7 separate regions of the Mus musculus genome follow, and all the other regions are linked to region 3. The links are chromatin contacts, called in public HiChIP or PLAC-seq and promoter capture Hi-C maps. All regions are on one chromosome and are shown on one strand. The core of a region is the stretch at or near the end of the contact, and the rest is flanking DNA. Distances in the headings are between cores, read along the strand shown.

Region 1 (2,700 bases), core at 191-2,690, 820 kb before region 3:
AGGCCTTTGACCTCAGCACTCGGGAGGCTGCGGCAGGTGAATCTCATGAGTTCGAGGCCAGCGGATCAAGTTCCAGGACAGCCAGGGCTGTTACACAGAGAAGAGCTGTCTCGAAAAACAAAACCCTACAAAAAGCTCATTAATATCTAGTTATTACATTTGGACATTTGTGAAAGTCGACAAAGCTTAATCTCAAATTACCCAACCAGATAACCTGTGGCATACTCGGCCAACTGTGCTGGGAAGGGCTTCAGCCAGGTTGAGGGCAACTTCAAAGCATCCGGCGGCGTTCAATCTCCAAGAGTTTTAAAGCTAGGCCTGAAGCTGTGACCCCTGCCGGGGTGTGGCCACCTCAGCCCATGCTGTGTAACTGAGGAGAGCAGGGCAGTACAGTGGCCGCTGAAGACCTAACAATTGAAGATGTAATAATTGCATGGACTTGCTAACATGACATCAAAAGCTGGGCCACACTCATGCTCTGGTGTCACCTGCTTGGGAAGTTATCTTACCAGGCAAGGTGAACAAATCCTTCTGTTACGTCAAGAATAGTCTGAAGCTTTCTATAATACAAAGTTGAAAGATCTTTTCATTACAACCTAAGCCAGATAATTATCCTCCGTGATACTGCTAAAGACCAAAGGATGATGTAATCTGCACAAACGGACAGAAGGGCCGTTCTTATGGTTCCGCCGAACTTAACCCTGAAGATTCACTTCAAAAAATTAAAAACAGATTAACTAGACGAGCGATGGTTGTTTTTACCTATGCAACGTGTAGACACACCTCCCAGCAACGGGTGTGCACACAAGGGGATTACAGTGGGTTTCAACTTGGCCAGAGACTGTACCCGGCGGGGGACCCCTGAAGTTCACCAAGATCGAACGCCCTGGCTGCCCGTAACTTCCCAGAACACCGGGTGAGTGTCGCGACAGAGCGCCGAGCCCGTCACCTGCGTCCCGCCGACCCTCCCTCGCACGTACCGAGCTGGCGGCGCTCGCCGGGACCCATCGGGCGCTGGGGGCCTGCGCGGCGGCACCTCCTCCTCCGGCGGCGGGCTCCGGGGCTGCCTTCCCCGCGCCCGAGCAGTGGGTCCGCGGGCCGGCGCCGGGCAGCCGCAAGGCGAACGCGGCCGGCCGCAGCCGCCAGCGCTCAGCCAGGCAGCCGAGGCAGCAGGCCGCGGGCGGCAGCAGGGCCCTGCGGGAGCCGCCCCTGCCGAGCCGCGCCCCCGGAGGCCGGAGGGCCACGCGAAGAGGGCCCCACGCGCCGCGCGCCACGCGCCAAGCCAACATGGCCGTGTGGCCTCCACGGAGTCCAAGAGTCGAGAACTCAGACGCCCCTGGCACCGGCTGCCAGCTTCTCTAGAGAAGTCGAGCGGTGCCGAGGCCGTATGGACAGCTCCATACTAATTTCTACACTCTGGCACTTTCCGCTTATACAGGTGGCCTGAACCGCCAAGGGAGTCAGCTTTCACGACGTTTTCACGACACCCAGCCGCTCTGCTCACCGGCGCCCCCGCGCGGCAGCGGCGAGCACGAACAGCTAAGGCCCGCAGGTTAGGAAGACCTGACTAGTGAGTAGAGCCGCTAGTGCCTGCAGGCTAAGAAGAATGACAGGTAGGGAAGACCAAGAGCGAGTGCCACGTGGCCACAGGAAGCCACTTATATCAGGCCTGCCTGATGCCAAGTGGCCCGCTGGTGTGCATGGCTCTGTATTATCACTGGAGATGTAAAGCATTAGTGTTGGCATCAAAGTAGTTAAGTACCTACTCTGCTTCCTTAGCACTAAATGCATATGAATAGAGCAAAGGGAAATGTCAATAATAGCAATCACTAATTGTTTACTTGGGAAGTGCTTACTGTATGCGTTATAGTGTCATTATTTATCCTCTCAACAACTCTAACATGCCTTCTGTATTTGCCTTTACTTTTACAGGTACAGAAGCCCGTGGACAGGAGAAACCTGCTTATTCTAAGTCTGAATTAGAAACAAATCAGTTCACTGTTATAACCTTACCTAACCTACCATTTTGTTATAGATTTGAGCTTGAACCCAGGGCCTTGAATCCAGGTCGGGCAAGAACCAAACCAGTGAAAGGTCACCACGTGGTGATGTCTTGCAGTCTTTCCACTGTTCTTCAGCCCAGTCTGTGATGGCACACACTCACCTGGAAGTTGTTCGTAAAGCCCACATCACATTTGACGATTGTAGTCTTTTTTTTTTTTTTTTCCAAGACAGGGTTTCTTTGTGTAGCTCTGGCTGTCCTGGAACTCACTCTGTAGACCAGGCTGGCCTCGAACTCAGAAATCCGCCTGCCTCTGCCTCCCGAATGCTGGGATTAAAGGCGTGCACCACCACGCCCGGCTAAGGATTGTAGTCTTAAGGAGCTTTTTATCAAGATCATCTTTATTTTGTTTTGGTTTTTGCGAGAGGCCTAGACTTTTCTTTTTAATTAAAAAAGGAAGAAAGAAAAATGAAGAAAAGGAAAGAAGAGGAAAAGAGAAGAAAAATCTAAGCAGTGGTATGAAACAAAGAGAAAAAGAAGTAAAAAGATAAATCCAGGTGGCCGTGGTGCATGCCTTTAATCCCAGCACTTGGGAGGCAGAGGCTGATAGATATCTGTAAATTCCAGGTCAGCAAGGGCTACACAGAGAAAATCTGTCTCGAAAACAAAAACAAAGTCAGTTTCTGTTCATAATTAGA
Region 2 (2,700 bases), core at 20-2,519, 790 kb before region 3:
TCAGAGGGCAGCTTATGGAGTCAGTTTTCTCCTTCCACCATGTAGGTTCCAGGGACCTGAGGGTCCTCACTTGGCAGCAGTCCCCCTTACCTACTCTGGCATCTACCGGCCCTTGAATTGTCTCTTTCCCGAGAGAAAACATATCGATCCCTGCGTGCACGTACCAGAAGCGTGCTTTCCTGAAGCTTCATTCAGGTCAACTCTGTTTTCTCTTTCTCTCCACCTTCCTGAGAAGTTCCCACCACCTCTTCCTCTTTTCCAGCTTTGGAATCTTCCTCGTCCAAAACCTCTGCCTCTATAAGCACCACTCATGTCTTCCACAAGTCAAGAGCACTCCTAAAAAATGTATTAACATAGTAAGGGGGGGATTAATGTACTGTGTTTAAGACCAGCACTTAGGCTTGCAAAGTTCCATGCTGCAGTATAAACCTTATGTGTTGTATAGTTAATTCTTTTAATCTCCATCATGATTAAGGTACACCATAGACATTTATTCAATACCAGTTTTCAACAAACCACCAAGAGAGAAATCAAGGAGTTAACTTGAACCGGTTTTCTGTGTGGAACTAATATTGGGCAGTATTGGCTGAAAATAATCCTCACCAGTACGATACTAGGGAAATAACATAGCCCAATCTTCGCTGTATTACTTTCTGTGGCAGGCTGTCCTAAAACTGTTCCAAAAGAAAGTAACTCCACTTAAAAATTCCTATCCCACAGATACAAACTATTGATAGATTCATACGCTGTGCTGTAATTCATTAGGAGAACCTGTTCTAACCCTAAGAGGTTTTAATAAATAAAAGATTCGCAAGTATGCAAACTAATAATAATCAAGGTTGCTTGTGATAGCCCTGTGATAAAAGCTCAAGTCTTCAGGATCCTCAGGATGAGACATTCCATCGCAACACTACGTTCCACATCGATCCAACAGGATAACATACTGAGAACGGTGGCGATTCCAACATCTACATAGGGAAGCAGCCTGAGAAAAGTCGTACGCAATCCCTGACTCCCCGTCTTCCTCGCGTCCTGCTTTCAGGAGCCCCGGAGCCTGCGACAGAGCCGTAAGCCGTATACACTCTCACGCAGGGCTCCGCGGACACTCCGTCTCCGGAGCCGCCCGGTGCCCGCGTCACTGCGCGCCAGAACGCCAGACGCAGGGCGGGGAAGGCCGAGCACAAGCCCAGAAGGCAAACTCGGACCTCGCTTGAAGTTCTTTTTTGGCGCGTCTATGACGCGCTTCTGCTTAAGGAAGCCACGCGACTAGGGGGCGGGATGAAGTGTAGCCAATCAAAGAGTTCAGAGAGACGGAAGTCGCCAGGCTTCCGGAAGCCGTCCCGAGGTCCGGACCGGAAAGCGGAAGCGGCGTGCAGCACGTGGGGGCGGTGCCGGCGGAGACGCAGGTCCCTCCTGGTCGTGCCGGGCTCCTAGCGGCTGGAGCAAAAACGGAGGTTGAAATTTACCTGGCTTCCATGGAGGCATCAGCTGCGGAGCAGCCGAGCTCACCGCCCCCGCCTCTCGGGGACCACTGCATCCATGACGGTGACTTCGTGGTGCTGAAGCGAGAAGATGTGTTCAAAGCAGTGCAAGTCCAGCGGAGAAAGTGAGTCTGGTTGCTGGCCTTGGGCAGCGCGCACCACCACCCGGATAATCACTCCCTCCTGTGCCCCATTCTTGGCTCTTTGAATCCCGCTCCCCAGCCCTTATTGCTACCACTCAGGTCTTCCTATCACTGAGGCCTTCCCACCGGGATCCTGCCGCATCCTTGGCTTACGGGTACAGTACTCGCCTCTACCTTTCATTCCCCAACTTTCTATTCTACCTTCTGCGCCAAATTCTCTTCCCAAGAATTCCATTCTTGATACTCCCACTCAGGAGGGTGCTTTCCCGAGGATTCTTGGGGGGCGGGGGAAGAGCCTCACTAGTCTTACAGAATTTATCCAACCTTTCACATTCGTATCTCTTATGTCTGACTCTCTTCCCAGCTCCCCACTTTCTTCATAAATCCAACTTCCTCAGTAAGAGAAAAGGGAGATAAGAAAGATCTCTTACACATAGTATGGCTTGCAGGTAGGCAGTCTTATTCTCTGGATCCCAGTGGGAAAAATCTGTCTACTGTAAGAAAAGAGAACTTACTACAAGGTACATGGCCAGCTTAAGCCCAGTATACATACTGGTGCTTGCTGATGGCCCGCTGAAGCAAACACTTTCCTGCCTCCCAAGTGGTGGGATTACAGGTTTGCTTCACCACACTCAGCTTGCTTCATGTTCTGATACAACCATTTGAATGTCCTTTTTATAATGTGTTTTGTTAGATGATCCTTTTTGTTACCAAGGAGACATACTGTATCTTTAGTTCTAAAAGGTACTCTTTTTGTTAATTAGTTTGTTTGATGGGCTACACAGAGAAATCCAGTCTCAAAAAAAAAAAAAAAAACCAACAAAAAAACGACCTAGTATTGTTTTAAGGTGTGTGTGTGTGTGTGTGTGTGTGTGTGTGTGTTTTTGTGGGCTTGAGTATGTGAATTCCTGTGCGCTCAGTGGCCAAATGCTTTGTATTTCCTGGAGTTGGCGTTACAGCCAATTGGGAACCACACAACTTGGGTGCTGGGAACCAAAGTCAGATCCTGTGGAAGAGCAGTAAGTGCTCTCGAGTGCTGGGTCATTTCTCCAGCTCCCTAAAGAGTCAGCTGTAAG
Region 3 (2,700 bases), core at 135-2,634:
TGTACCCTCATTGGCAGGAAGCCAGATGATTGGTTATAAGATGACCATTTGACTCAACGCGAGCCAGGGGAGCCAGGGAGCGGCTCTCCTGAGAGGCTGGGCTAGAACTGAAGAATTCTAGCAGCATCTCACAGACTTCTTCAATAGCAAAACCAGAGCCCTGCTGTTAGGAGTCATGGCTGCCCTTTGTCCTGTTTCTGAGGTCACGGAAGGCCAGGTTAGAAGAGAAGAAAGATTCCCTTGGAGAAGGTTTCCTGGAGAGTTCCTCAGCTCACCCTGCAAATCTAGCTTGAGAAAGGCTGCGAAGGAAAGCAGCTTACCTGAAACACAGTAATGGCTCCAGTGAAAGAAATTAATGGACCCGGTTTGTGTTTATAGCTCAAGGGGAAAGAACTAGATGCATTTATCTCCCTAACACCCCCCTCCCCTTTCACAGTAGAAAAAGCCGATCAGTAGCCTTCTTGTTCAGTGTTGTGGGACATTTCCAGCACCACCCCGCAGCTGCGCTTTGGCCTCCGCACATTTGAGGCTGGCTGGTCTGGGAACGGATAGCCGTTTATAACATTGTTTCTATGGGAGACACATTCCAAGATCCAAACAATGAGTTTAAAAGAGAATATCTGGCTTCCAGGCAGATGGGATGCACTTTGGAGGCTTGGCTGCCCTTTCTTTAACCGTTAGATTCCCTTCCCCTTTGGTTTGGGGACCAACTGCAAGGTCGGGCATATGTAAACGAAGAATTATGGTTAGAGGGTATAGAATCCGTAGCTGGGTGCTCCCTCCTATACACTAGAGTTCCTCGGAGGTCTAAGGATGGAGAGGAGGAGGAGGTGAGGAATGGACAAAGAAACTTGACTTCCTTCACATTGCCGTCACGTCTGCCGGCCTGCCGAGTCGAAGGGGCCCACTTAGCCCTTTGGCAACTCAAACCCTTTTGGGAACAAACCCGGGTGTTAGAAAGAACCACCACCCAACTCCACCAACTGCACATCCTCTGCTAGGAAATCTGCATTCTCTAGGCGGGCTGCTCCCTGGGAGTGACTGTCACAGAGCCAGGCGAACTGAAGAGCTTGGGCTAAATCTCGGCGTGGCTTGGAGAGGGCAGGCGCGATGGGGTGAGAGGCAGCACCTTATTCCCTCCACCCACGCTCTCCGCCTCCTCCTCCTCATGCACTCTGGCCTGCTGAGAAGAAACGCTGGCAGCCCGCGCGAGGTGGGGTGGGGGTACGCGGGGAGGGGGGGGGTAGAGATGAAGGGAGGAGGCGACGCGAAGCCACAGCATTGTCTGTCTTGAAGGGAGGGGAGAAGCTCCGCCCCCTAGAGGGGAGGGAGGGGGAGAAGGGAAAGAAAGGCAAGAGAAGAGGGGTGGGGAGAGAACTGCAGGGTGGCGGGTGGGTTGGTCAAGGATCGGCAGATAAAGGCAGAGCTCGGGGAGGCGGGGCGGAGGGGCCAGGTGGGCGGGGCGCCCGCCCTCAACCGCACTGTCGCCGCCCAGGCCGGCCCAAGCGAGCGGGTCCCGCGGATCACTGGCCAAGCACGCTGGAGCACCCCCACCCCCGCAGCGGCGCCCCCACTTTCCAACCCCTGCGGCGAGAGCGGATGCAGATGGTCCGGGAGACAGGCAAGACACAGGGCGCGGGGCTCGAAGAGCCGGGTACTGGCACAGGATGCGGGCGCAAGGTGCTGGTGGTCCTCTTTCCCTCTACCCAGCTCAAAGTTTTCCCTCAGTGGCCCGTGGCCAGCCTGGTCCGGTCCCTGACTCTTCCCTGTCCCCTTTTGCCACCCAAGCCACAAGGTGGGCTTAGATATGCGGGCTGCCCCAGAAGCAGCGCAGGCGGGCGCCCCAGCCCACTCCTTTTCCCCGGGTAGAAAGTTGTGGCCTGGAGCTCATGCTGCGGCTCTGACCCCTTAAGATCTTTTCTGAGGTCGACACTAAGTGCAGTGGCAGGAAATTGCCCCCATCCCCAGAGCAGGGTGTCCCCGAACTCCCTGGAGAGGTGAAGCGAGATAGCAGGTGCAGGCCTGTAGAGCTTAGGGGAGGGTCGGACTGTTGTGCGCACTCTGGCTCCCCGGGCGGGGACCACATCTCCAACCCGCGGCGAACCCAGTTCCCTTTGGGTTTCAGAGTTTAAGAGCGCGCGGTGCTCGGCGCACTTCCCCCTCCCGGGTTTCTTGTCCCTTCCGGAGCTTGTGCCTGAGGTCGCTGGAGACCGAGCTAGGCAGGTGCTTTCAAAAGACGGCCTGGCCACTCGTGTATTAGAGCGCTTACTCTGCACCCAGCTTTATCTCCGAGTGCGCCCTGGGAGGCAGCAGAATGGTGGAGTCCCGACAGGGGCAGATTTGGAACAGCCACTGGACAGATAGCCACTGTGCTTCAGTGGCAAGCTCAGCACGAGGCTTCTCAATGCTGCGCGCGCTTTAGTCCCAAGAGTCTGGAAAACCAGGGCATTAGAAACGATTCTTCCTGAGAGCAGAGGCCAGGGGTTACGGTAAGCAAGTGGAGGATTCCTGTAAGAGGAAGCGGTGGACAAATGACAATTTGTCAGAGCCGGCTCTGTCCCTGCGGTAAATGGCCCTGGGACAGTGGGAAGAAAAAAATTAGGGTCACGGTTCTCAAAAGATAGCCGGCAGATTCAGCCAGGGGATATCTTTGAAGAGCACGTAAATGAGGAACCTGAGGTTGATTTGCCATACTTTCAA
Region 4 (2,700 bases), core at 109-2,608, 770 kb after region 3:
ATTTATCAAGCAAACGATTCTACAACAGGAACTCTTTGAAAATCCGTTTTCCTTTTTTCTTTTAGGACAGGGTCTTAAATTTCATATTCCTCTGCCTCCACCTCCCAAGTGGCTGGTATTATAAAATCTCTTACAAGTCGAGAAAAGAAAAAAAAAATATATACATATAGTGATATAAAGTACTAAACATACATACATACATACATCCTCCAAACCTTCCATGGCAAAACAGAGCTACATCCAATCGCTCAAATCATCGATAAAAGCAACTGGGGTGGGGGTGAGCAGGTAGGGCTGGGCGCGGACTATCCAACAGACCTCACACATCAAGCCACTTCCCGTAATTCTCATAGCCTGCCTGCACTCAGCATTTACCTTCCTCATACCGTAATCTGATATCCAGGTCTTAACCACATGTAAAACACAGACAGCTATGCTGAAAAGTTCCTATTACAGTATTAGGACAATTGACACTTTCAGCAGTAGTCGTGGATGCTAGACAACAGCCCTAAAGGCTTTAAAGGGGAGAAAACACACAAGACAAGAAACACAAATTGGTAATAAAATGAGAACCCGATTCTCTGAAAAGAGTAACTCCCTAGGCTTAAGAGTAACTGAGGAACAGGTCGACTCCCTTCCAAAGAAAAGGCTTTACTGCCCAGAATGCTATGGCTGAAACCGGAATTCCCGTGAACTAACGGAAGGGAAACGGGGGAAAACCTCTGGATGCGAGATGACCTGAATTCTCTCGGGAAGAAAACCGAGCAAAGCTTAGAAGCGTATCGAGCCCAGAGTCGAGTTTTGGGCCTGCTGCGCCTCAGGGGCATTTTCTAGCAACCTCCAAATTAATCACCATAGAAAAGGCTTCAGTTGTGAGCGCGATGGATGATTCAAAGGGACTTGGGAGAGGAGGAGCCTTCTCAAGAAAAAAAGAGGGAGTCTCAGGAAAAGAACACCCCAGGGGACAGGGAGGAAGTGGCGGGGAGCCCTCGCGCGGGCACCGCCGGCGCGCAAACAACGACGGCCGTGCCGGGGCACTTACGCGGCCGCCTCTTCCGGAGGCCTTCGGCGCGCGGGCGGCCGGCCGAGGTGGAGCCGCCTAGAGAGCCGGGCCGCTCCCGTCTCACACTCTCCGCCTCCCCGGACCCCGACGGCGCCGCGCTACTCGCCCGGCGCCTCAGCGGGTCCCGCCTCCGCGCTTCCGAGTCCGCAGACTCGCCGACCGCGGCTGAGGTGGCGGCAGCCCTGCCCTGGCGCTCCATAGGCGCGCCAAACCGGCCCGCTCCCATCCGCAACAGCCGCCGCTGCCGCCCGAGCCAGCCCCCCAGCGCCGCCTTGCCGCCTCCGCGCAGCCCGCTGGAGCGCAGGCGCACGCCGGCTGCCGCCTTTTCCGTTGCGCCAACGTGCAGCTAGCCAATCCGAGCTGGCTAGGGGCGGGTTCCAGAGGTCTTGTCCAATAGGCTCCCAGACTCCAGCCGAAGAGACCGCGCCACCATCCAACGACAGGCACTCTGGACGGATGAAGGCGGGGTCAGCGCAGGCTGGGAGCGATCGTGGAGGGGCCCAAAGGATTTGAGTGAGGGGCGCCCTCTCTTGTGCATCCGCGAGAGCGGTGGCCAAGCTGCTCCCCTATTCCCTAGAACTCCAGGGAGTCTACTATCTCTTCTCTGTTCACGAATCACTCCTTCCTCCCGCCCAATAGAGCCCCCGAAGCTACTGAGAAGTGTTAACAGAAGGAAGGACTCTGAGCTGCGACTAACCTTAGCCTTTGTCCCCGGGTCTGGTTCTATAGCTGCAGTAGGAGCCACACTACAGTCCACAAAGTACAAGCACCGTCTCTTCCTTTGTGCTATGACTTCATTCCCAGTACCAGAAGGAATGAAAAGACTGAGGTTTGTCTCCATGACAACTGGCGGGAGGAGGTGGATTCTAAATCCTTCACCTACTCCCCTTCCTGAAGAAGGCAGTATGAAGGCTTGGAAGTTAGGTTGGTTGGGGTTGTTGTTGTTGTTGGGGTTTTTGTTTGTTTGTTTTTCTTTAATGTGTTTGAGCATTTTTCATGCATGTATGTCTGTGACCCTGGTGTGTGCCTGATGGTCGCTGAGGGCAGAAGAAATCGAGGGATTTCCCCATATGGATCCCAGGAATCTAACCCAGACCTCTGCAAGAACAGCAAATGCTCTTAATCACTGAACCATAGCTCCAGACCCCTGGGTTTTTACAGAAGATGGATTTTTTTTTTAAATCGTTTGCCCTTCCCAAGTGCCCTAACCCTTGATATCCCACCCAGATATACCCCTGAAGCATTCCCTCAGTCCCTCAATTTTAAGTGACTGAGGCTTTCTCACAATTTCCTAAGTACCTTTCTTGGGAGGAGATAATGTCCCTTGAATAACAGCCCTCTTACCTTCTAACTTACTCCCTCACTAATAGTTCCGGCCTGAGCTTCTCTTGTGAATGCTGAAAAACACTCCCATACTTGCTCCAAACTAGTACCCCACAGTGTAGAATTAACTCTGGAAACCTTATTTCCTAACTTGAAATTCCAGCTTCCGCAGGAACACACACACACACACACACACACACACACACACACACACTGGATCTAACAAAAATCAGGAATGCCCATAACAGAGTAGGACTGCTCTTCAGAAGACCAGGAATCAATTCCCAGCTTCCACATGGCTCACAACCCTCTGT
Region 5 (2,700 bases), core at 169-2,668, 850 kb before region 3:
CTACAAGAGAAAGGACTGCAACAGAGTTCTTCGGTGTCCCTGAAAAGCTCCCAAGTGCCATACAGTGGCACTTCCTCATCCTACTATGCCCAAGAAGTCAGCTCATAGACAAAAGGAGACTTTCTAAATATTTTAGTGTCTTAAGTGATATGGATTTATCTGAGTAGCTAAGAACGGTTATCTTACGAGGAAATACACTGGGTCCACTGAGAGCAACAGAACACCTTTTGGTTCAGAATACCCAGATGGCTCACCCATCATCTGCTCCAGAGCCCAGTCAACTCGGGACTTTGGTTTCCTTATCATGGGATTGTGGGCAGTACCTTGAGAAGATTCGATGAGAGAATGCTTATGAACCTGGGATCTAGCAGTGACCCTGACTAAGACAACGTCTTTTCCTCCTTGTGGTCTATCTAAACAGGGTACTTATATTTTAATGGGTTCTGGTCCTTCTTATCTGGTGTCTCCAACTGAAATCAGCTACCCATGCTGACTTCAGTGGAGGCAATGGCTTGACCAGGATGAACAGAGCATATTTAATATTGAGAGAAGTCTGAGGCTTTGATTCTTGGGTATGCAACTCTGTCCAAAGCATTGAGGATTTCATGGCTGGGCCACAGGAGCCAGTCTCCATCCCCTTCCCTTTTCCATCTTTTCCTGGTCTTCTACACCTCCCTCTCACCCATCCCTCCCTCCCTGATCAACCAGTGGTGTCGGGTTTCTACCACCAGGGCCAGGACCCAGACCTCCTGGCCGCTTCCCTACAGAGAGCACTGAGCAGACTCCCCTTAACCTGGCTCAGGCCGAGGAATGCTTCTAACCAGGTCTCAGCCAGCCTAGACCGAAACACTTATCTTTGAGACACTGCATAAAGAGGACATCAAATGAAACCACCAGGGACTAGTAATCTCATCAGACCAGTTTGAAAGGTTCCTGGGACTTCTCAGAGATGCCCAAAGATAAGCGCTGACAGGGGGAAAAACTGGAGGCTCTGGTCCCAGGGTCTATATACAAAGAACTGAGGACAATAGCCCAGCATGCTCCCAGTCGTCCTGGTGGGCCTGGGATGGCTGGAATCACCTAGAAGGGAGACTAAGATTCCTGTGAGGTGAGCGTGCTGCTTTACTGAGTACTGCTCTTCCTGCTGGCTTCTTTTCTCAAGCTTGGGAGAAGTTTAGCAAAGAAAGAGGACGGGGAGGAGTGGGGGTGGGGCTGGAGCTGGGAATGCCAGGTCTATGGAAAGAGAGGCCTGAGGCGAGAGGGAGGAAGGGGGATAGAAAACAACAGAATTCTTGGTGGGGAAGGAGGGGCTTCGGGGCAGGAGTGTCTCAAGCTCCTCCTGGATGGAGCTGGAGGAGGGGCAGCCGGGAACCTGGCTTCTTCCCTCTGACATTCAGAGCTGACCCGGGAGGTCACTGGTTCCTACAGTATTCCAAAGACTGAGGACCTAAAAGGGCGCGCCACATCCCACTGGGACAGCTGCCTGGTAAGTATGGCATACTACAGGATACATTAGCACCTGGCTCCAATTCCCAGCAACGTTCTCATCACTTTAACTCCCTACTAAGAGGGGAGCCTTGCCCTAGGAGCCTTAATGGTGGCTCACTGTTCATATCAGTGTTCAGCAGGGAGCCAGGGTGGGAATCTGCAGTAATGTGGGCTATCAGACAGTGACTTCCTGCCCTGCACAGCTAACAGGGCTGGGCAATCAATCCCTCCTGCAAAGGGCTGACACCCAGTGCTGGCTTCTGTTAGAACCTATCTGGGACCAGGATCCCAAATCTTGCGGGTGTCTAGGGCTCCTATCTTCTTCTGAAGGCAACCCTGAGCTTCTCTTAAGAAAGAGACACCAGAAGTGGCAGGACCCTTGTATTATGAAAAGTTAGCCAGATGATGGTTTCTAGGTACAACTAAATCTTCCTTGAGTCCATACTTTTAATCTCAGCAGAGGTTTAGTCTGGATGTGTTCACGGTTAGAACGAAGCTGCTTAACCTGGGGTGGGGGAAGTGGGGGGGGGGGTGTTACAGAGGAAGAGAAAACAACCTTCTCTCGAAAACTCAGAGAAGGAGCACACGGAAGCATGAGGGCGGGGGTCTTGGAAGAGTCAGGCCAGGCATGGAAAAGACAGGGAAGACTCCTGCTGGAAAAGCAAGGACAAGCAGGTGTGTGATGGATCTTGCACCAGAGATGAGGAAAACGCTCGTCTCCACCTGCTCACTGACAGAAACGAGGTGGGGGTGGGGACGAGGGTGAGGGTGGGGATGAGGGTGGGGGTTACTTCCTCCCCGGACACACACACACACTACAGGAACTTTGTGTGCCTTTCGTTCGGGGCTTCCTCTGAAACCATGGGCCCTCTGTAGTCTTTCCCTAGAGACTTGACATGCGGTGGACGCTGATGCTGCAGCTGCTGCAGCTCCTGCTACAACTGCTGATGGCGCAGAGCCAGAGCCTGGAAAGGATCTCCCAGGACCGGATCCCCCTCTTCCGACTCACTCAGCAGGGAGACTGGGACAGCCTCGACCGCCACCCTACCGACTCTCTCTGTGTAGGACTCCCCGCCGCGGGAGTCACCACTCTGAACTTGGCGAACCGCAGCCTGGAGAGCCTGCCTAGCTGCCTGCCGCGCACGCTGCGCAGCCTCGATGGCAGCCACAACCTGCTGCGCGCCCTTAGCGAGCCTGTGCTCGGCCGCCTGC
Region 6 (2,700 bases), core at 157-2,656, 800 kb after region 3:
CACTGCTAACTACCAAATGCTACATTCCTACAAAGAGCTAAGGATGGAAGGCTGGGAGATCAAGGAGATAAGATTGAGGTCTGTTGAGCCTTCAGGGGATGAAAAATGAGGCCTCTGTAGAGGCCAGCCTGATGAAACCCTTCCTCCCCCTTTCCCAGGTCACCTAGAAAGATGTGACGATGAGGGAGTCAAATTATTGGTTTTCTGCAGTCCAACCACAACTCTGAATGCAGCCTGGGGGCGGGGAGTGGCATGGAGCCCCACCAAAAGCAGAGGAAGCTCACAGTTATTCATTTCTCGAAGGTTCTCTGTTAACAGAGGCAGCCTGAGGTCCTTTTACTTATGTCCTTTAACACAATCACAAGAGAGGAAGTGATACCAAGCTACACGGCTGACCTGCAGTGTGGAATTTGTACCCAGACTTGTTGCCATGACCTAACAGCATAGAGGTCCCTGCAGCAGGAAAACCACAAAGCCCCTCTTTACACCAAGGTCACTGCCTGGGGATGTGACTATAGGGTGAGAAGATGCAGCATTTAGGCTCTTTGAAGACATAAAAGTCTCTCAGACACAACTGGCATCAATGCTGCCCTTACTGACATTCACCTGAGTTCTGAGATCGAGGCTGAATGCCCTTCAAGTTTTTGAAGCTTCCCGGTATCCAAAGAACATTGTTTTCTGCTTTCTTTTGATTTCATCCTTTTCCTCAAACTTCTTTCTTATATCAGACCCTTTCTTATAACAGAAAGGGAGGTGGCAAGAGTGTCCTGGACACAGCAAAGCTTCCGACCTGACTTCCACAGAGCTTCTGTCCGGGTCGTGGAAATAAATATCCACACTCCCGAGGGACAAGTCTCCTGGCCTCGGACTAGATTCCTGTCGGGACTCAGGTCTCCAAGTGCAGGGAGGCTGTTTTGAACAGATGTTATTGCCTGCAACTGCCCAGATCCAGGATCAGGCCGTAGCCCGGACTGGCAGGCCTACTCCCTGGCGCGGCTGCCACAGGTCGTTGCTCGTAGCCAGGCCTCGCTCGAGTCACCAGGGCCTGGGAGAAGCAGGGGGCACTCCGAGGTTCTTTCTGTCCAGCCTGGGCAAACTCTCGGCACCACCTACCTGCTTGCTAAAGGTGCTGGATGCGGATCAAGGAACTGCCGGGGTCGCGAATCCGTGTGTGGCCGACCTCATTCTCCCCTAGTTCAGGAGCCTCTCCGACCCCACGCGCCCAGGCCCAGGGCGCCCATGCGGACTCCCAGGCGTAACTGGCCCTAGCCAAGGTTCCCTCCCTGAAGGATCTCAGTGAACACAGAGTCCTGAGCACCGACGCCCAGGCTGCAAACTTACCAAGAGAAACCAGACTAGGCAACAGGTTGACCGCGTTCGACTGTGCAGAGCCCTCGCAGATGAAGGGGGCGGGACGAAGCCAGCCACGCAGCTATTGGTCAGGCGTGGGGAGGAGGGGCGGGATCGGAAGCGCAGTCATTGGCCTGGCAGAGCCAGACTGTGATAGAGTTGGAAGTACGGCTGTTGGCTGGGCTGGGGATGCCTGGGCGGAGCTGAGCTAGGCCGGTCGCAGGGCCAGTGGATGAGTCCTGATGTTCCGGAGCGGCTGGTCTAGCGGCTGGTGCCCCGCAGGCCTTGCTTGAGGTCTCTTCTGATTTCCTGCAGGTGCATTAGGGAGATTGTTTCTTCCTGCTTAGTCTAGAACACTTTTCAGGGGAAGTCCAGATACCCAGAAAACTGCAGTTCTTAGATTCCGTTCCATTCCTCAGGCAAAGCAGATCTTCTAGCCAAGTACTGGAGGAGAGAGGGTCTTCATGTGATCTGCTCCTATGTCTCCAGTGCTCCATAAACGTAGTGTCGCACAAAATGTCATAGGGACATGAGTGCCTAGCCAGATGACACCAGCTGGGCTGGTAGGAACAGGATGCAGCAAAAGACTGCATCTATCTGGGGATATGCACCAAGCTACAACCGCTTATAGCTCCAACACCAGGGTAACCCGACTCCTCTGACCTCCACTGGCTTACAGAGACAAAGGAACGAAAGCTTTTCGCTTCCAGTCAATTCTTTCAACCAGAAGTAAAAAACGAACATAGTTAAAAAGAAATCAGTTACCTCAGCACGGCTAGATGGTAGAAATGTCTTATAACTCGATGTAGGTGGAGAGTACGCAGCTGGAGCACATGTAAAAATATATCAACTGGGGCTGGTGAGATGGCTCAGCAGGTAAGGGCACTTTTTGCCAAGCCAGAGATCTGAGTCTGACCACTGTAATCTGCATAATGGAAAGAGAACTAACTCCAAAAAGCATTGGCATTTATCACCCCTCCCATCATAAATATAAAACAGGAAAAAAGCTGAAAAATGCATCAATGACATACTTAATGCTATAATCTCCTATCTAATACAGTTTTAAAGACAAGCCTAAGGGAGCACTGAGGTTAGAGCTGCCACCATGCTGGAACTCTTTGAATGAAATTAGATTTTATTACTGTTTGTTTTAGTTAGGGTTCCCGTTGCTATGAAGAGACATCATGAGCATGGCAACTCTTAGAAAATTTAATTGGCATTTGCTTACAGTACAGAGGTTTAGTTCAATGTGGTCATGGCAGGAAGCAAGGTGAAGTAGGCACCATAGCAGGCAGACATGGTGCTGTAGAGGGGCGGAGAGTTCTGCCTCTGCATCCTCAGGCAGCAAGA
Region 7 (2,700 bases), core at 33-2,532, 660 kb before region 3:
AGAAATGGAAGACCTTCCTTGTTCGTGCACCAGAAGCCAGTATCTTAAGATGGTGCTATTCGCAGGGGTGGTGGCCCATGCCTTTAGTTCTAGCAGACATAAGCCCAGCTCTGTATGTTTAGAGCCCACTGAACTACATAGTGAGTTCCTGGCCAGCCAGAGCTACATAGTGAGACCCTGTCCTAAAAATAAACTAAAATAAAACATAACAAAATAAAAAATAAAATATGATGTTACTAATGCCCAAACTATCCCTACAAAACAAAACAAATAGTGCAAGTCAGATGTGATGGAGATCCTGGAATGAAGACAAGAATATTGACACAAAGACATAGAAGTGAAAGAGAAAGGTAAGTCCCAAAGTAGAATCACACTGATGGGCAATTGATGGAGAAATTCAGAAAACAGACAGGAAGGTCCTTTTCAACATAAAAATAAGAATATGCAATACGATTCCATAAAGATAGGCATTGTTAAGTCATCCATGGAATGCAATTCTCTCAAGTCCCCAAAACAAGCTTTGCAAATCCCTGCCCCAAGAATCTAGCCACATACTTTTTTGATTCCGTTTATATACAATGCAAATTAAACAACCCTAGAGACAGACAGCACTCTGGTCATAGCCCAGGACTGGGGTAGGGGCAAGTGGTGGGCGGAGCGAAGCTCTCTGGTTCTGGACTGTGTTCCTCAATAAATAGTTTTCCTTGGCGTGATGAGAACAGTCCAGGGTTATCACAAGTGCACAATTAGGCTAACGTACAAAACAGACTGTAGTTTACACTTTTGATTTTTATGGAAACATCAAGTTACTAATACTGCTGTTTAAAATTATAATAGACCCCTGGTAGCCCACGCCTTTAATGCCAGCATAGGAAGGAGGATCTATTTGTAAGTTCGAGGCCAGCCTGATCGACATAGTGAATTCCAGGACAACCATAGCTATGTAGAGAGACTATATATATATGCAAACCAAAACCATAAAAGCCTTAACAAAACCAAAATAAATAATTGACTGGAACTAATCCTGATCTCTACTAATTCCAGAGCGAGGTAAAAAGAGCGCAGTGGGCGGAGCTTGGAGCGGAGGGGCGGGGCGGGGCAGGTGCCAGGGAAACCGGCGGAATAAACCATCCGCTCCTCCCCCTCCCTCCTCGCTTCCCCGCTCCCTTCCCACCGCCCTCCAGAACGGCAGAAAAACCGGCAGAGGTTCTCAGAGCCCCGTGTCACTCACCGGCTGACCGCAAGAGCCCGGAACCGGAAGCGCTGGCTCCATCTTTGTTATGGGAAAAGCAGAGTTTAAAAGGAAGTTGTTGAACCCGTCTTTGCTGAGGCGAGAAAAGGTCAAGGCAAGTCAGCTGCGGCCATCTTAACTGAGGGCATTTGCCTGAACTCCTGCAGCAGGACGGTCATCTGGGATATTTAGTTGCTCTAAGTGTCCTTGTCCGACTCCAAAGAAACTGGGAAACTGTTAACATGCAAAGTCTCTTAAAAAGGACATAAGACGAAAACTGGCCTTGGAAGTACAGTCTGAACCCGAGGCCTTGGGAGGACGTTGTGAGGCAAGACGATCAGGAGCTTTAGGCTAGCAAAATTCTCTCAGACAGCATTAAGAATAATTTAATATTGTTACATGGATTCTATTCGGGCTAAAATTTCAGGACCACACAAAAGAACAAAAGGGTTGACTGTTGAAAGACAAAATTCGAGGGGCTGGGGATATGGCGTAGCATGTGAATCGGTGTCTGGAATTTGGTCCCAAATTCCACCCCTCTCAAGAAAGCACACAACCAGAACAAACTCAGCCTAGAGCTAGTGGAGAGTTCTAGAGCAGCATGGATCTGCTTATGGGGAGACGTCCCATATTTTCTTATGGGAGAAATGGAAAGAGAATGAAAAGCCCAAGTTCTAGGGTACTATCCTTATAGGTTTAAACAAAGGAGATTGTGTTGAGCAGAACTATGGAGAAAGCAAGCTTGTTTCAAGTTCATTTAAGTGGCACTTAGCACAAAAGATTCCATTCCAGTTTGGTTCTGTCCACTGGGCCTACTACTGTAAAAAGCTAGTCTAAAACAATTCTGTTTAATTGGACGGTTTTCTCCCCCACCATAGTCTTGAGGGGTCCAGTATATTTACAGCCCCTCCAGATCCCTACCTTTGGGTGAGACCCCACACATTAGGAGTCCTGCAAGTTAGAGGAATGTTTTCAAATTACTGCTTTAGGGGCTAGAGAGATGGTTTAGCAGTAAGGAACATGGGCTGCTCTTCCAGAGGACCTGGGTTCAGTTTCCAGTGTTTACATGACAGCTGACATCCTTTTCTAAACCCAGTTCCAGAGAACCCATTGTCCTTTTCTAACCTCCAAAGGCACCAGGCATACACACAGAAAATATTTTAAAATATTTAAGCGTTGTGCTTGAGCCAGTTGTGGTGATAAATGTCTTTAGAATCCACTGCTCAAGTGGCTGAAATAGGCTGTTCTCTGTGAACTCAAGGCCATCCTAGTCTAGTTATCTATTCCAGGCCAGCCATAGATAGATAGTAAAACGCTGTCTCAAATAAATAAATAAATAAATAAATAAATAAATAAATAAATAAATAAATAAATAGTTATCTATTCCAGGCCAGCCATAGATAGATAGTAAAACGCTGTCTCAAATAAATAAATAAATAAATAAATAAATAAATAAAATAAAAGCAAAT

What was found. Promoter capture Hi-C pulls out the DNA fragments that hold promoters and counts their contacts. HiChIP or PLAC-seq counts read pairs in DNA pulled down with a chosen protein or histone mark.
Region 1: a promoter capture Hi-C map of pre-B cells shows a contact between it and region 3, with 2.3 times the contacts expected there. The contact joins the promoter of Crls1 here to the promoter of Rassf2 in region 3. A contact is called at or near these places in 2 of 39 promoter capture datasets (the HPC-7 cell line and pre-B cells), 1 of 115 datasets of contacts at active chromatin or transcription factors (microglia) and 2 of 9 other capture datasets (embryonic stem cells and liver).
Region 2: a promoter capture Hi-C map of pre-B cells shows a contact between it and region 3, with 2.5 times the contacts expected there. The contact joins the promoter of Mcm8 here to the promoter of Rassf2 in region 3. A contact is called at or near these places in 1 of 39 promoter capture datasets (pre-B cells), 1 of 484 Hi-C or Micro-C datasets (pre-B cells), 1 of 115 datasets of contacts at active chromatin or transcription factors (extraembryonic endoderm stem cells) and 1 of 9 other capture datasets (liver).
Region 4: a contact with region 3 is called in an H3K27ac HiChIP or PLAC-seq map of bone marrow-derived dendritic cells, with 2.6 times the contacts expected there. The contact joins the promoter of Pank2 here to the promoter of Rassf2 in region 3. A contact is called at or near these places in 3 of 39 promoter capture datasets (hippocampal neurons, liver and pre-B cells) and 3 of 115 datasets of contacts at active chromatin or transcription factors (bone marrow-derived dendritic cells, memory CD8 T cells and stem cell-derived neural progenitor cells).
Region 5: a contact with region 3 is called in a promoter capture Hi-C map of pre-B cells, with 2.9 times the contacts expected there. The contact joins the promoter of Lrrn4 here to the promoter of Rassf2 in region 3. A contact is called at or near these places in 1 of 39 promoter capture datasets (pre-B cells) and 1 of 484 Hi-C or Micro-C datasets (embryonic stem cells).
Region 6: a contact with region 3 is called in a promoter capture Hi-C map of hippocampal neurons, with 3 times the contacts expected there. The contact joins the promoter of Mavs here to the promoter of Rassf2 in region 3. A contact is called at or near these places in 1 of 39 promoter capture datasets (hippocampal neurons) and 1 of 115 datasets of contacts at active chromatin or transcription factors (bone marrow-derived macrophages).
Region 7: a contact with region 3 is called in a promoter capture Hi-C map of pre-B cells, with 3 times the contacts expected there. The contact joins the promoter of Shld1 here to the promoter of Rassf2 in region 3. A contact is called at or near these places in 1 of 39 promoter capture datasets (pre-B cells), 1 of 484 Hi-C or Micro-C datasets (CD4 T cells) and 1 of 115 datasets of contacts at active chromatin or transcription factors (memory CD8 T cells).

Annotation. Positions count from the first base shown.
Region 1 is chr2:132,845,406-132,848,105 of GRCm38.p6, reverse strand. Crls1 (cardiolipin synthase 1) reads right to left here and starts at 1,440. Exons shown (of 7, transcript NM_001024385.1): 1 at 981-1,440. The coding sequence starts at 1,289.
Region 2 is chr2:132,814,710-132,817,409 of GRCm38.p6, reverse strand. Mcm8 (minichromosome maintenance 8 homologous recombination repair factor) reads right to left here and starts at 1,269. Exons shown (of 19, transcript NM_001291054.1): 1 at 945-1,269; 2 at 165-336. The coding sequence starts at 312. Trmt6 (tRNA methyltransferase 6) reads left to right here and starts at 1,356. Exons shown (of 11, transcript NM_175113.3): 1 at 1,356-1,606. The coding sequence starts at 1,476.
Region 3 is chr2:132,028,672-132,031,371 of GRCm38.p6, reverse strand. Rassf2 (Ras association (RalGDS/AF-6) domain family member 2) reads left to right here and starts at 1,384. Exons shown (of 11, transcript NM_175445.4): 1 at 1,384-1,621. It overlaps Gm31179 (a long non-coding RNA gene), which reads right to left and starts at 921. Exons shown (of 3, transcript XR_374996.3): 1 at 321-921.
Region 4 is chr2:131,261,158-131,263,857 of GRCm38.p6, reverse strand. Pank2 (pantothenate kinase 2) reads right to left here and starts at 1,358. Exons shown (of 7, transcript NM_153501.2): 1 at 1,043-1,358. The coding sequence starts at 1,289.
Region 5 is chr2:132,879,580-132,882,279 of GRCm38.p6, reverse strand. Lrrn4 (leucine rich repeat neuronal 4) reads left to right here and starts at 1,418. Exons shown (of 5, transcript NM_177303.4): 1 at 1,418-1,486; 2 at 2,365-2,700. The coding sequence starts at 2,385.
Region 6 is chr2:131,232,769-131,235,468 of GRCm38.p6, reverse strand. Mavs (mitochondrial antiviral signaling protein) reads right to left here and starts at 1,406. Exons shown (of 7, transcript NM_001206385.1): 1 at 1,342-1,406.
Region 7 is chr2:132,685,513-132,688,212 of GRCm38.p6, reverse strand. Shld1 (shieldin complex subunit 1) reads right to left here and starts at 1,282. Exons shown (of 3, transcript NM_001358260.1): 1 at 1,232-1,282.